Linked DNA regions of Zea mays: region 2 is linked to region 1. Evidence: chromatin contacts called from public Hi-C data. All regions are on one chromosome and are shown on one strand. The core of a region is the stretch at or near the end of the contact, and the rest is flanking DNA. Distances in the headings are between cores, read along the strand shown. Region 1 holds the start of LOC100382753. Region 2 holds the start of LOC100279749.

Region 1 (2,700 bases), core at 3-2,502:
CAACAAGCATATAGTACTGGTTAGAGCTAAGTAGCAAAGTACTTGTACGTTGCTACGGTTTCCATTTATAATTATAGAGCATAAAACACAAAAAACAGCTGGTTAGGTGGGTGTGAATGTGGGTTTGGAGCTAACAACCATGTTTTGAATCTCCATCTGTGCACAATTTTAGCTTTTTTACCATTTAAATGTGGAGGAGCACGACGACGGTGGAAACCGTGGAAACCAGTGCTTTATATAGTATAGAAATTGCTTGTTTCATGCCTAAGATTCTAAGCAAACATTGGACTCCATCACTTATCAGTTATTACACCAAAATGATCAAAGCAGTGAATTTACCTGCGAAGGCGCTCAATCGATTCATTGTTACTCAGGTCACAGACGACGGAGTAGCTGTGAAAAGTATGACCCCATGTTATTTGTAGTCAACCAAGAATATTTTAAATATAACATATAAAAATATTTAAAATAGGATAAATGCAGCTTATCAATCTTTTGTTGCTGTATTTTTCCTAGGCTCAAATTTAGTGGAACCAATCTGCTTCAAAACAAAGCACATACTGCAGCATTTGCATTGTAAGTGGTTGTAACTTGTAAAAGCTCAAGGCTGAAATCGTTGTTTCATTATTACAGAACTTATGTGCTTGCAAGTTGCAACAATCGCATAGAAATTGGTAGTATATGCTCAAAAATTGCGATTGGGGTATGTGATTTTCGTACAGAACTTCCAAGTGAAGCATTGAGCAGCGTACACGGTGTCAGTAGGGATCACCCCGACGGCGCCGCGATTGATGAGGTCGATAATGGGGTCAAGCTTCCAGAAGTCCCCGCCGGAGGGCTCCACCTCCACCCGCAGCAACCCGGCATCCCCTCTCTTCGTTCGCGCAAAACCCAGCCACCAAAGAGACTGTTCTTAGCAGTCAGCGCCAGAAAGCCCGCGAAAGGCAAGTGTTGTTGCGGAGAGCCGGAGAGTTAAAAGAAGAAAGAAGAACGCGCTTGAGGCAGAAGGTACCGTGAACTGGCGCTCGGCGGCGTACTTGAGCCGCTTGGGGTTGCGCTTGTGGAGAGCAACGACGGTGGAGGAGACGCGGAGCCGCGCGGGCGGATGGGGCTGCGAAAAGCGGACGCGGAGCGGGGAGGGGCAGACGGCGCAGCGGAAGGAGAACCGCGAGAAGGAGGAGGCAACGGCGGCCATAAAAGGCGTTGCCGTCCGAACTCGGAGGAATGTGCCCGGAGGAAAACGAGTGATTCCTTTCTCGTCTCGGAAGGTGATCTCGTTCCACTACCTTCACGTAGACCTCACCAAGAAATTGGGCCGGCCCATGCACAACCCCGCCCTGCTCGGCCTTTTTCATTCCGGGGCGAGTCTGAGGTACGCCACCGTCCAGAATGGCTCACCTCACGACTCACGAGGCTCACACATTTCCCCGAAGCTAGTTTGACATGAGAGTATAAGACGCATATCTCTATTACTACTTAAGACTATAGTGTAGCCGTTTATGGTGCACGGTTTTGTCCCCTCTCCTCACATCCCCGACATCCTCCCCTCTGTTTCGCTCCCCATCGCGCCCTCCTCACCCTCCCAGTTGCCTCTGCTCCGCTCCCTATCGCGCCCTCCTCACCCTCCCAGATGCGATCCCCATCACCCGAAATCCCCGGAGGGGACGCGCCGGCGCTGGAGCTATCGAGGGCGGAGCTGGCGGCCATCTTTCAGGTGATGGCGGACCTCCTCGGTGACACGACGTGGCCGCAACTCCACCCGCGGCCCTACACCGACACGCCGTGGCCGAGCCTGCAGTGCGAGCTCGCGCCCGACGAAGCATGTGTTCTCCGCGCCACCCGCCTCCACCTGGGCCCCGACGTCACCACCCCGCCCTGCAGGCCCGGGGCCAGGCTCGACCCCGCCTCGCTGCGTGGCCTGCCGCACCTCCGGACGCTCTCCATCTTCGGCTGCTTCGGCGCCGCCCGCGCTGTTCACATCATCATCCTCGCTCGAGCAGATCGTGCTCAAGTCCAACCCTAACCTCACTGGCCCCATACTGGCGACGTTGGTTCTTATTTTGGTAAATATTGTGTTATGCACACCGATGGTTACCAATTCAGTGATAACTATTGTGTTATCTGAATAATTTGTAGAGAGGGGCTTGACTATGAGGTTAGGGAAGAATGACAGTACTACTATACTAGCAGTGCATGTTTTACTCTGCAGGTATCCAGAGTAGTGTTTGAATCAGCGCTGTCGGGGACCATAATTAGGGGTACCCTTAAGGCTCCTAATTCTCAGCTGGTAACCCCCATCAGCATAAAGCTGCAAAGGCCTGATGGGTGCGATTAAGTCAGTGATCAGTCCATTCGAGGGAATCGATCACGCCTCGCCCGAGCCTAGCCTCGGACAAGGGCAGCCGACCCCGGAGGATTTCCGTCTCGCCCGAGGCCCCCCTTCAGCGGCGAATATATTTCCGGCTCGCCCGAGGCCCTGTCTTCGCCAAGAAGCAACCCTGACCAAATCGCCGCACCGACCGACCAAATTGCAGGAGCATTTAATGCAAAGGTGGCCTGACACCTTTATCCTGACGCGCGCCCCCCAGCCGGCAGAGCCGAAGTGACCGCCGTCACTTCGCCGCTCCACTGACCGGCCTGACAGAAGGACAGCGCCGCCTGCGCCGCTCCGACTGCGGTGCCACTTAACAGAGTGAGGCT
Region 2 (2,744 bases), core at 36-2,535, 530 kb before region 1:
AGGCACATGGAAAGCAAGATAGCGACCACATTGACAAGAAAAGTACGGTCTTAGTCTTACACAACAACTAACCATATACGATAGGTCCAATGCAACTTCGAGAAGTTCAGCATTATAAGAGTATCCATTTCCAAAATAACTGTACAGTTGTGCTTTTAATATGACACATATTAGTAAACGTCGAAGATTAGCTACAGCAGTATACTAAAACAAACGAAATTAGCCCATCTGTCATTTTCCAAGTGGAGTCCAAGTGCTAATCTGCATCCCCGACCCCGAGGCCCGAGGGCATGCAGTTTTTTGCATGGTTTGAAAAATGATTCGAGCGCTGGTAACACCATATGTTCTGAAACCATGTGAGCAAGAATATTTGACGTGGGTATGATCCTGACCCCTGAAACTTGAACCGCAGCGAAATCTGTATAACTGTATGTCTGTGTCGTCGAACCGAACATAATGGTATGACACTGCTACGATACAAAACCCGAAAGCTTGGAATTTCAACGACGACTGCATTTGGAAACCTAAAATTCCGACATATATTCCACAGAAGCATCGTGCACGATTCAATCAACAACAGTCGCGGGCAAGAAAAATTCACCCCATCAAAGAATATGTAAGGAAGTCTAAGCGTTGGTAGAGCGAGCACACGCGATCGCGACATGCAACCAATGCGCAACCGCGCACCGCGGCCAGCAGGGTAACGGGGGGAAAACCCATAAAAAAAGAATGGGATGGCAGCATGAGCATGGAACGTGTAGTAAAATAGAAACGGTTAAAAATAATAATTAATACAGCAATGAGAAAATGAGGAGACGTGGCGTGGGGATCTCACCGCCCAGAGCGGGGGCACGGGGACGCGGCGCGTGACGGCGAGCCAGACCCAGCCGTAGCCGACGAGGTTCTGCGCGGCGCCGACGAGGAGCGCGGCCCAGAGCGGGAGCACGGCGCAGAGCGTGCCGGCGAGGAAGCCGACGCTGTCGCCGAGGTCCTTGGCGACGCCGAGCCCGGCGACCTGGCGCTGGTTGTAGCCGAGCGAGGCCTTGATAACCGGCGAGAGGCTGCCGAAGAGGTAGCCGACCCCGGCGCACGACTGCATCCACATCGCCGCCACGAACACCAGCCACCGGTTCCGCAGGAACCCGCGCACCCGGCTCCCCACCTCCGCCATTGCGCTCGCGTTGCGCCCTGGCTGGCTCCCGGCAACGGACTCGGACGGAGCTCCGGGCGGCCCCCGGCGCCGCGGTACCCCGCGCGGCCGATTCGGAAAACGGACGAGGCGGCGGGCCCGGGAGTCCGCGGCGGACGGGCGGGGTTGGGATCTTCTCTGGGCCACGGACGGGCGCGACCGGATCGTTGTGCGGCAGGCTCCGGCACCGGTCGGCGGTCGCTGTGCTCTTTCGTGGGTTGCCGAATGCCGATAAGCGTGCGTGCGTGGGTCTCAGCCGGCAGCCCAGGCCCAGCGTGGCGGGTACAAAAATGACGGAGGGGACCGGCCGAAATCCGTGGGATTCGAGCTCGTCTCCGCTGTCGCTGTCGCGGTTTGGGCGGTCGGGTCGGGATCGGGCGGCTAGGGTGTGCGGGTAGGCCCGCCACACACCCCTGTGGTGATGTGGTCTCTGTGGAGGGATGGCGACTCGGCTAGACCGCCGCGAGACGAGGAGGCGACAAACACGGGCGTTGACACGCAAAGCCAAGCCTTTACCTCTGGTGCGACGTGCGGGCTTCACGCACGCCTTCACCCATGGGGTGTCGACACTCGCCATGCACGGCACAGCCCCCGTGCGCGGCCGCGGCAGTAGCTAGTGGCTCGCGCGATTGGCGACGCCGACGCGGATGCGCCGAGACGTACGTGTTGCCCGCCGGGGGAGAGACACCAAGCCGATGCGTTTGGTGTCAGCTGCCGCTTTGGCGCCGGAGCCACGGTGAGCCTAGGGGAAAGTTCCAACGCCGGTCTCAGTCGGTAGTCCACTTGACGCCGGAGAATGGCTGTTTGTGCCATCTGCGTCTTCTGCGGCGTCCTTTACCCTGCTGCCGTGCATGCTTCCTGTCATTTTCGCAGACGTCTCGTTGGTCGGGCCGATGTCATGACATACGCGTCATCTATCTTGTATGAGCACTAGATGATAATAAGGTCTAAATTTTACGCTATAAAATTTAAAAATCAAATCACGGTCACTGTTTTTTATTTATTTTTAAACTAAAATTTATTAAGGATTCTAACATTTAGATCGTTCATTACCACCCCTACCGACGATTGGGATTCCATTACAACGAACCACCACCGTTCAGAGTATAGTGGATGTGGATATAGATAAAGAAACTTATCCATAGAAACTTGAGTAGGGAGCTACATACTTGGTACTTGAATGTTTTCTAACATTTTTATCTAAGTTTTATGTGACATTTATATAGATATGAATGACCAACTAATTAGCCGGGATCTATATGCTTGTTAATTTAATGTTTTTATATGTTTTTTTCATCTATATCGCTAAAAAATTAGTTTACCTATTAGAAGTGATAGCCTATACATTTAAACATACCTAAGTTATCTATAGTTTAGCTGTTTATTTGAACTAAACGATTGTTTAAATGGACACTAATGATTAGACAAGATAAAATGGTTATCAAACAGACACAGGCTTATACAGCGCACAAACTAAATGATGATTAAACAACCGCGCAGGCGAACAATACGTTTTAGTTCGGAAAGCACTGGAGCGAGTGGGCAGCTCGTCTCC

What was found. Hi-C and Micro-C count contacts between places; a contact is called where the count stands out from the background.
Region 2: a contact with region 1 is called in a Hi-C map of tassel, with 2.7 times the contacts expected there. The contact joins the promoter of LOC100279749 here to the promoter of LOC100382753 in region 1. A contact is called at or near these places in 3 of 25 Hi-C or Micro-C datasets (bundle sheath, ear and tassel).

Annotation. Positions count from the first base shown.
Region 1 is chr4:46,582,877-46,585,576 of Zm-B73-REFERENCE-NAM-5.0, reverse strand. LOC100382753 reads right to left here and starts at 1,252. Exons shown (of 9, transcript NM_001175468.1): 1 at 1,013-1,252; 2 at 753-874; 3 at 340-393. The coding sequence starts at 1,195. It also overlaps the pseudogene LOC109945713.
Region 2 is chr4:47,114,238-47,116,981 of Zm-B73-REFERENCE-NAM-5.0, reverse strand. It overlaps LOC100279749, which reads right to left and starts at 1,285. Exons shown (of 3, transcript NM_001152707.1): 1 at 836-1,285. The coding sequence starts at 1,171.